2 separate regions of the Rattus norvegicus genome follow, and region 1 is linked to region 2. Evidence: chromatin contacts called from public Hi-C data. All regions are on one chromosome and are shown on one strand. The core of a region is the stretch at or near the end of the contact, and the rest is flanking DNA. Distances in the headings are between cores, read along the strand shown.

Region 1 (4,924 bases), core at 324-2,823, 79 kb after region 2:
AGCCCCACGGCCCTAGAAAATACCTCAGACCCAAATCATAACCTTTAGATAAAGGTCAGATTGAATGTGCTTGTCATGAAAGCTAGCAAAACTCTATATAGCAGGGGAGAGGAAAAGCAGTGAGCATGAACATTGTACATCTTTTTTTATTCTCTTGTCTTTTTGGATTGGAACCCAGATCGTCACACATGATAGCCAAGTTCTTTAGCTACACCCTTGGCCCTTCCTGTGCTGTATCTTTGGGCACCAACAATGAGTTTGGAAAGTATGTCATTGAGAAAGTTAAGAAAAGGGCAAACGGAAGAAAAGTAAGAGAAACAGTGTTAGCATCTTTAGCATTAAGCCACTCGGTGGGGCGAGCCTGGAGGTTTTCCTGTGCCTGGGATTACGGAAGGCGGAGGGAGAATCAAAGGATTGCGGCATGGTGCCCAGACAGAGGGTGGCTCCAGAGCTGACCCCTTGTTGAATGAGAGCTAGACATGGGGGCATTTTTTAAAACAGGGTAGAAAATGAGAAGAGGATGAATTAGCCTCTGAACTAATTTCGACTACTCCTTAAACACATAGTGCTGAGCATTGCAAGGTTAAATCCTTGGTGGTCCCAGACTCTCAAGGGAAGCTTCAGGGGGAGTTCATTTGGTCTTTGTTAATTACTAAATACTCATGACTTCATGGGGTCCAGAAGACAAAGCATATTTACTAATCGATATGGAACATGATTTAGTAATTCGAACAGTGGTTTAACTGGCACTGGCTTACGAGTTGAACTCGGAATTTCCATGAATGCTAATACTGTTTTACGGGTTCTCTTTTCTAGAATCTTGCCACTTTCTTTAAATAACTAAACTTTCAGACACACGGAGGATCAGTTACTGGACATCTAAGGACAGTGTGTTTATTTGAGAAGGAGAATGCTTGAATGTGTCCTTAAATTGCTTTGACTCCCAATTGCAAAGAAACCTGTCTAGGTTATTTCAGCCTGGAGAGTGATGGACGGGTCCAGGGGTCACTACTGTTGACTCTGATGTCACTGTAAGGCTGGATGCAAAGAAAGAAGTCAGGAGAAGAGGGGGAGAGGGGGATGGGAAAGAGAATTAGCAAGAGGAACAAAAAACGGAACAGCTGACTTGGTGGGGAGAGGTGGGGTGGCAGCAGGCATTTCCTTGTGTGACATTTAACGACACATAGCCCAGCCTTTTTCGTTCCTTTCTCTTAGGGCAAACATAGGCACTGCTTTGCCTCAACAAGGGCCAGTTTTGAAGAGAAGCCCTTCCCACAGAAAGGCAAGCTCATGAAGGAAGGGGTTCAAATAAGCACCAATAGGCACAGATGCCCACCCCCACAGCAGTAATAAAGAGGAGAGAGGGATCGGTTTTTAAAGCTCCCCTATCAAAGAGCTTCACTCAAGGAGGATCTGTTAATAAGTAATGAAACAAAGTGGCTGTTATGGAGATTAAATGCCCCTGTGTCTAGGTACAAAGTTCAGACTGCAAAGTGAAGCTGTCACCCTCACTCTAACCCCACAGCAGCCTTAGAACCTCTGGTTCAAAGTGTGTCTTGTTGCCTTCCTGTTACTAGGCTGCCCAGTGCAAGGTCCAGCCAGGGGTCAGAGTTCAGCGTCTGTGGCTCGGCTGGCTGCCTTTTGTCTAGCTTGGGCCAGTTTTTCCGTAAGCCACAATACTGCTCATTTAAGACGATTATTACAAGCAACTGACAGATTATTTTTCCTGGCTTCTTGTGTTTGTTCTTTAAAAGGAAGCTTAAATGGTCTCTAACAGTAGTCTCTTGAGGATATACGGGCACGTGAAAGGATAAGAAAATCTATTTCTAAGGAAGAACTATGTTCCAAGTGGATGTATAAACTGGAGGTCCTTTGAAGTTAAGGACTTGCCTGAATAATTTCAAAATGGCTCAAATAATTCATTCTTTAATCATGTACAGTCCCGTAAATGCTAGATTAGTTCTTTAAAATTCAACTAAGATATGAACTCTCAGAGACTGACAGAGTGCACAAATTCAAACCTGACAAAATCCCAACATGGAGAATGGGAAGTGGGCAGGAAATCCCACCCCCTACCCCCACCATTCCTATCCCCCACCCCCACCCCTCCCCCAACCTCGAAGTTACTTGCAACTGTTAACTGTGTGGAGAAGAAAAACCAGTTTCTTTAGTGCATGGATCCTGGGCGTATCAACCACACTCCAGGGCAGGGCCTGCACGGGGAGGGGGGAAGGGGCGTAGTTGGCCAACACAAATTGGACTTCATATTTAGAAAGAATATGAAGCTGGATGGACAGAGAGATGGGGGAAGAGATGGGAAGAGTTGGAAGAAAGAAAGGAAAATCAAAACATATTCTATGAAAGTCGCAAGAATCAAAACAAGAGCTAATTTTTCCATCGATGACAGTAGATGAACGCTCGTTTATTAGAGCCGTCGTTGTTTATGGCCATCCTCTGAAGAACTCCAGAGAAATGCTCCGTCGAATACTTTCCGTGAGTTGCCCTGATCCTTGGAAGAGTTTCAGAAAGTTGGTGAAACATTAATCCCTATTCCCATTTTGCAGGTGAAGAAACAGAGAACTTAGCAACCAGCCGGGGAGCCGTGTTAATACAGCAGGAAGCAGGAACCACCCGACCGACTTCTTTATCCATCCTCTCCCTCGTCCTTCCTTAGCCTCTGCTGTCTTGACACCAACTTTCTTAAAATTAATGCAGTTCTTATTCACTGTTCAATTTTATGACAGTGGGCTGAGTTAAAATAAAACATGAGAGGCAGGCTACTGGGGAAATGTGACGGGAGAGAGCATGTCAGGTAAGAGTTCAGAGAACCGGCGTGACTCCACACTGGCCTCTCGCCAGGCCCTTGTGATTCATGCTCCATCTCCTGGCCACAGGTGCTGGGAGGGCAAGATTTTAGCTTAGCTGCCCAGTGGGTCGAATAGGGCGCTGCTCTTTCCAGTGATAGACTGGATTAATATTTTACCTCAAAAAGGAGTCATACCCATGGGTTGACACCCCAGTCTCCCACAGGGCTTAGAATCTAAAATTCTACTTGTTTTCCACTTGGGAAAAGATTTCTTTCATTCCATATTTTTGTTTTTATTAGGGTATGGTTTGAAAATCATCAATAGGTTTCATTCCTATGATAGGTATATATGTGTATATTTACAAATGAGAAAGACATATTTCAGTTACTGAGTTTTTAGTTAATGATGTTCACAGACACACATATGTACATGACATATACAATACCATTTATATTTGTGTGTATATTTGTATATGTGTATATTTGTCAGTATAAATGTCAGGTCCTAGTTATTACTTGGACTACCCCGTGTGCCATCAAGAAAGCATGTATATAAATTCATCCACATCCTGGTCTTTGTCCTCATAATGCTTGGGCTATAGTAGAAGGAAAAGGTGACAATGCATATAACTAGTGACAGCAGAGCCACATGTCATATGCACATGGGTAGGTAAGAGCAAGAGTCGTGACTGAGTGTCAGAGATCTAGGTGAAAGCCTTTAATCCACACAATGACATCAGGAGGGGTCAATGCTGTCTCCATTTCATAGATAACCACACTCAAACTCAGGGTGGTTAAGACACTTGTCTGAAGCCACACAGCCTGAAAAGAAAGCAAGGACATGAACTGGGGAAATGTGACCGGAGAGAGCATGTCAGGTAAGAGTTCAGAGAACCGGAAATCCACACAGACGTTGGGATATTTTGGCCAGGAGAGGAAAGAACCATATTCTTAGAAAAGCAGGCAACAGGATTTTTGTTTCAGAGCTTTAATAGAGAGAAGGAAGGGAGTCTCTGAGAGATGGCTGGTACTTCAGACCAGGGCCATGGCGGCTAGAAACCAAGACCAGCGACTGTAAATAGCTGATGAGGAGAGGCAAGAAACAAGTGCGGAGCTGTGGGTGGTGTGAACTACTGTCCTTCATCCCGGGTGATGGAGAGGGAGGCCTGAACAAACTGAACAAGACGTATGCTTAACTTACCGTGCACTGACCTCTGTTCTCTGAACCACCTACACAAGAACATGCCTTTTCTCATCCCTGAAATACATGCTGGAGTGTGAGGGTAGCTCTTGCCTGGACTTTGAAAAAAAGGATGCCCTAATCAAGGCATTTGGCTGCAACTTTCTTCCCCTTCCTCCCTTCCTCCCTTCCTCCCTTCCTCCCTTCCTCTCCCTTCCTCCTTCCCTGCCTCCCTCCCTTCCCCCTCCTTCCCTCCCCCTCTCCCTCTCCCTCTCCCTCTCCCTCTCCCTCTCCCTCTCCCTCTCCCTCTCCCTCTCCCTCTCCTCCCCCTCTCTCTTCCTTTCCCAGATGTTGATTTTCTTCTCATGGTGTCCAATTTTATAACCCAGAGACACTGTATCTGCTCCTGAAACCCTGCTTTTTTCCTTACTTAGACATGATACTGTGTGCCTCATTCTCCCACGATAGAGATGCTCATGTTATCTCTAATAACAGCTTCACTAACACACTGTAAACCAGAAACATCACCAGCCCTCTGAGGTTTGTCTCCACATCCAGCTTGTCTCTTCAATTCTCTTTCCTGTAGAGATTGCCGAAATATTTCTGTCATAGTCTAAAATCAGAGTCTGTGTATATTAATGACGCCTGAGCTGGTATCTCTATTATCTCTTGCTGGGTCAAAATCATAGCCACTCAGATCCCTATTCTCCAACGTTATCTTTCTCTAAGGTTAATACTAGCAATGAGTTGCAAAATAGAGAGCAAATGGAAAAAAACCTGTTAATGTGTTTCTTACCCTAAAAATGTGCAAGAGGTTACAAACAAGTGACTGCAGGTTACTATTGGCAACCTGACATTTAAAAAATTATTATTATTGTAGTGATTGTGAATGTGTGTGTATGTGAGAGAAAGAATGTTTGAGAGCACAATATGTGTGA
Region 2 (5,493 bases), core at 1,876-4,375:
CCTAAGCCACACTGATTCAAAAAGATCTCCGTGTCATGATCTGCTGCTGCTGCTTTGCGATGAAACGCATGTGATTAATAATAATCTCCTTTTCTCTCAACTGTCTAGAGAGCCAAGGAGGGCATATCTATCCTGATCTCCCTATGTGTTCCATTAGACTGACTGACATATTTTGCCTCATCTGTCACCTTCCTCAAAACTCTGCTTTCAGATATGAGTTAATTCATTTTTAGTTGTCCTCAATGTTCTAAAATAGTGATGTCTGACAGAATTAAGGCAGTGCTCTAGTTCTCTCTGTTCGACTGATATTTAATTAAAGATCTTGGAGGCCATCTTTCAGGCTAGACGGTTAGAGGAGGAGCGTTACTTCCTCCTCGGACAATGTGATAAGCAGAAGGGTAGAGGCTGCCGCCCTCAGGCCTCCTGTTTAACAGACTGCTTTGCCACTCACAAACCTCCAGTAGGACAGGTTATCACTGTTTCACTGACTGTATTCCCAAACACCTTATCCCAGCTTCCAAGACGGTCTACCGTCTCTCTAACCTTCTCAGTGTTTAAAATGTTGGTAATGGCAACATCCCTCTCTCTATACTTTTGTCATCGCTTTTGTCGCCCTCCCCCCCCCAAAAAAAAACCTCAAAAGGCACCGAGAACACTTATTTTGTCACATTTCTTGAATCTCTCGTATCACAGGAAATCTTTTTGCACTCAGGGCCACCTTGGAGCACAAGCTAAAAGAAGCTGTCTTTAAATTTTTTTTCTTTTGAATTAGTATCTTTCGGAGACTGGCCCACTTGAGTTGATATGTCATAATTTTCGGTTCTGAAAGTGTCGTGGATAATTTAAATTGGCACTTGCTATGCATTACTTAAATAAGTGTTCTCCTGGATGGCCTCTGAAAAGCCTGAATTCCTTAATCTTGTTTTGACTATACAGTAACCACGAGGGACACGTCAATGTAAGCAAACTCCAAGAGCAATAAACTAACAAACAGACTCTAGGTGGTGGTATAGGTTATTTTTTTAATCACAACGTTTTGCTCTTAAAACTGGAGGAGTCAGAGGAGCCCTGGCCTCATCCACAAACATTTCTCCATTGCTAACCCACAATTATTTTCAGGTATCTCAATTACAAAAATCCAAGTTCTGCAAAGTTTGGAAACTCAGATTTCTAAGTCTTCTCGTAGGCATGAAAGCTGGTTTTCAACTACCTGTATATAAGCAGCAACCGAAGCCCTCCTTAGAGTTTTGAAGTATACTTTTTAAGGATATTTTCTTCTCGCTCCTTGTACTTTAAGTGTGGAGTCTTCCCAGTACAGTATAGAACAGGCTGGGGTGAGGCTCCAGTTTGCAGGTATTGCCTGCGGCATGACTGACTCTCCTTTGTCTCTACTAAGTCCTACACAGAAAGTTCCTGTTGGATCAATTAAACCCTATGGACAAACTGCTGGGCCAAACCAGGGCAACTCACTTGGAAGGGGAAGATTTCAACATTTTCCCAGGCTGCAGCCACTCTTAGGGGCCATGCATGTGAAGCACCCACCGTTTGCTTAAAAAGTCGACTCCGTCTCTTAGACAAAGGTGGCAACCTGATGATTAAACACTGGATAATTGCATCTGGAAGATGCCGCCCACTTGCTAAACCCATGATTCACTAATAAGCGGGTTCAATGTAATTCATAACTCTAAAGAATGAATTACCGAAGTCCCTGCTTTACAAAACCCAAGAGATAGACTACACATCGTTTAAGCATACACACAGACAGACAGACACACAGACACTCCAATCTTGTTTTACTTTTAGACTGTCTCTCTTTCTCTAAAAACACTGTTTTCGCTCAGTGTCACAATCAGTTACAAGAGCAGACAAACTCCAGCCTGGTGCCATCAAAAAAAAAAGAGTTAAAAGTTCTTGCACCTAACAATGTCCGGACTTCCCTCTAACTAAAATGATCCATTAATTTAAAAAAGTAAAGTATTTTAACGTAAAATTACCTAACGTTTCATACTTCGTTTGCGACCGCCAGAATCCAATTAAATTTCTGACATGATGGAAGGTAGAAACTCGTGGAATGCCTCAGAGATCAACATGTGTCAGACTCACTGCCTGTCCGCCTTTTAAACACAGTGGATTCCTTTGTTCCTTCCGTCTGAATATCAACTCCTGATTAAAATTTGGAAACTACTTTGGGAAGGATGGGAGGGTCTAGGGGAATGTTTCCGCGGAAGAGGGTTTCTTCTAGCAACAATAGTAGTAAGGAGGACAGTGGCACCAGAGAGAAGAGCAGTCTCTCAGGACTTCACCAGGCTCACCCGAGTGAACCCCTCTCGGATGCTGGGGGAACTGGGCTGAGGCCTCGGGTGCAAGGGGCCTCGCCCTCCTCGGCAGGCGGGGAGCTCGTGCCCAGCAGGCCGGGCCTGGGGCTCAGCGCTGTCCCTTCTCCGAGTCACTTTTCCCGGCCGGGAATCGGCGAGCACCGCGCAAGGGAGAAACCGGCGATAGGCGGGGAGCTGCGCGGGCGCCACCGCGAGCACCGCTGGGCGGCAGGACCGAGCGGGGCTGCAGCCAGCGCCCGGGGCTCGGGGCCAACGGGGGCAGCCGGGCGGGCGGGCGAGCTCGACCCGGGCCCCGCGATCCGGCCACCCGCGTGGGTCCCGGCGCATTACACCCAGGGCGGCTGCGCCCCTCGCGCCAAGGCTGGCACGGACGAGCCCGCGGCTGGGAACTCCACAACTTGGCGGCTGCGCCGGCCGGGCCCGCGAGTTCCCGGGGAGAGCCGGAGAGGGGCGCGGCGGCGCGCTGTCCCCGGGATCCGTGTCCCTGGAGCCCCCCGCGGGCCTCCCCCGGCCTCCGCCGCCTCCACGGGCCGCGCACCCAGGCCGTGCCCGGGCGGCTCGGCGTCCGCTCAGCGAGCTCCGCACGGAGCCCGGGCCGCGATCGCCACTCACCGAGGCCGCCGCGGCTCCGGGCCGCCGATCCGCGTCGCTCCCTCCTTCCCAGGTTAGCCGTGCCCTGCGGCCGCGCGAGGCCACGGGCGCTGCGCACCGGCGGGCTGGGGCCGGCTCGTCCTCCGCCTGCGCCGCGGTCGCCGTCGCCTCCCGAGTTCGGGGCTCTGCTGCAATGTCTGCGAGGCTGACTTTGAGCGCCTCGCTCGCCGCCCGCCCGCCGCAGCCGCGCTCCTCCCTCCGCCGCCGACTTCGCGGCGGCCGGGTCCCTCCCCTCGCTGCTCCACGCCATTCAGCTCTTCAGCCAAGTTTCTTAACCCTTTTCTGCCCCTCCCTCCCATTGTCACCCGGGCGGAGCGCGCACCCGGCGGCTTGCCGGAGCCCGGGAGCCCACCCGGCGTCTGCAGGCCTTCTCGCCGGTGCTCCGGGTGGGGGTCCGGGTCTGAGCGGCCTTGAAGGCAGAGGGAGGACGCGGTTGAACCGGAGAAGGGGGGTGCTTTGCTCCCCGAGCCGGCGCCCTGGCTTCCCAGCCGCGTCCAGCCAGCCGCCTGGACAGATTCCCCGCTAGGGGCCAGGCGATAGCCCATGTCACCCTTGCGGGGGCAAACGCTGGGGGCACCAAAGGGGAGTCGGGGCGCCTTAACCCTACCCCAGGTTCCCCACCTAAGGGCTGGCACCTTAAATGTCTCCCTTTCTCCCGTTTCAACCCACAAATACGCGTTCTCTTGGAGCCCTTTACCCACCCTCAATTTTCCACCTCCTTGAAATCTGTGTCCCGCTTAAATTCCGGAAGCCACGGCGCTATAACTCTAGGTCATTTTGACCCCATCCTCAGCACCTAGTAGGACCCAGTAATAAATATGGCATGATTGCAAGCGGAAAACTGGGAAGGAGACCTGAGGAGTGCACAGCTCAGCTCCCTAGACGGACGCAGGACCCAGGAACCTGGTTTATCTTCTGCTGCTTTGTCACTGCGAAGTCTCCAGTAGGGTCTGCCCGCCAATCTGCACCACCCCCAGGAAGGATCTGACCCAACAGGACTAGAAGATGGGCTGGCACTTCTTTAAGCAGCTCTGCTGGGTTCAGAGTCTCAATAAATAACAATTACATCACGGAGCCAGGGTGGCAGTGCAGCGAAACCTGGGTTTCCTGCAGCCTGGTCTTGCTGAACCCGCCTCTGAATTTGAGGGGGGCTAACAGATTGGTGAGGCTAGAAAGTGGAGGGAGGAGAGAAAAAGACGAAACCGTGATCTCTTCCTCTCCTTGTGTTTTCTGCTTTAAAATCCTATTCTCTCTACTCCCTTCATATGTTACTTGTGAAGCCTCCTTTTAACGCTCCCCCTACCCCAGATGTCACGTTTGTTTTTGACTCTAGCATCTTGCCATGAAAAGAATCATTTGCAGAAGTTGTTTTCGCTTGACATAAAAAAAAACAAAAACAAAAACAAAAAAAACAAAAAAACCACTCTAAAGTACATCTTTGGTTCACCCTAAACTCTGAAGTGCTATGCCTGTGTTAAAATACTTACTGACTAAGACAATTTTGTGGATGAAGCTGTCTACTCTCATACACACGTTTTCATATTCTTAGGAATTTCGGTAGCCTTCGGAAGCAGTTATTGATGTACACCGAAACCAAAAATTATCCAAGGGACCCCACTGTGTTCTTTACTGTTATATAATAGCTCTATAGCTATTTTTCCGATTTTTCAAATGAGCAGGGTCTGGAGTATGTTCCCAATCTTTAAAGTAAAGGCAATTTTTCAAATTAATTCTTCATAAAGCTATACCCTAGCTCAGTCCTGAGCGCATGCTAGAAGTATTTTTGCTTAATGCTGATAGTACATATTAAAATACTCTCTCTTCTCCTAGAGATTCACCTCTGCAATCTGTTTTCATCTAATGTGTAAATCTCATGTAACAGCATAGCACGTGCATTTCCCACTGTTCAAAATCTGCTTAAAGCAAACTAGTAAAGGCAGCACTTGTCCCAGGCACCATTATCTTTTGGACAGCATATATCCCGGATTGACACAAAGCAAATGATTACAAATTAAATGACCAGAATGATTGTAACTTAGCTCTTCAAATTTTTTTTAATATTATACAAAGACATTCTAAATGTATCTCATTTTATTGGGCCTGGTTGTTGTTGGTTTTGTTTTGAAAACCCAATGTCAGTTTTGTTAAAAGTCATCTTTGTGGTAGATTATAGCAGATTCAACAAATGCGTCCAGTTAGCCACAGTGGTACAAGGCTGTAATCAACTGGGAGGCTGAGACGGGAAGTGGGAAGTTGGAGGTCATCTAGGACTTTTTAGCAAGTTCAAGGACAATGAAGTTCCAAAACCAGACCCAATTTTGTAAAACTAAGATAGGGATGAGGCAAAGAGATAAAGCATACTTGGCTAGTATGTGTAAGGCAATGGGTTCAGGCCCCTGCACACACACACACGCACGCACGCACGCACATATACTGAAGACATTTCAAGCTTCACTTACCAATAGGCAAACATTTTCTTCTCTTCTGATTGGCAGTTTCTTCTCTG

The links. Hi-C and Micro-C count contacts between places; a contact is called where the count stands out from the background.
Region 1: a contact with region 2 is called in a Hi-C map of liver, with 4 times the contacts expected there. The contact joins the enhancer-like site here to the promoter of Nrip1 in region 2. A contact is called at or near these places in 5 of 12 Hi-C or Micro-C datasets (Schwann cells, kidney and liver).

Annotation. Positions count from the first base shown.
Region 1 is chr11:28,543,513-28,548,436 of GRCr8, forward strand. No RefSeq gene overlaps it. Among named protein-coding and RNA genes, the nearest start is that of Nrip1, 80 kb to the left of the region's middle. Within about 2 kb of position 1,574, at least 10 of the 93 cell types and tissues checked have an H3K27ac peak or open chromatin away from gene starts, as enhancers often do. A contact at or near this core is called in Schwann cells, kidney and liver, where this site is marked.
Region 2 is chr11:28,463,287-28,468,779 of GRCr8, forward strand. Nrip1 (nuclear receptor interacting protein 1) reads right to left here and starts at 3,126. Exons shown (of 4, transcript NM_001100560.2): 1 at 2,949-3,126.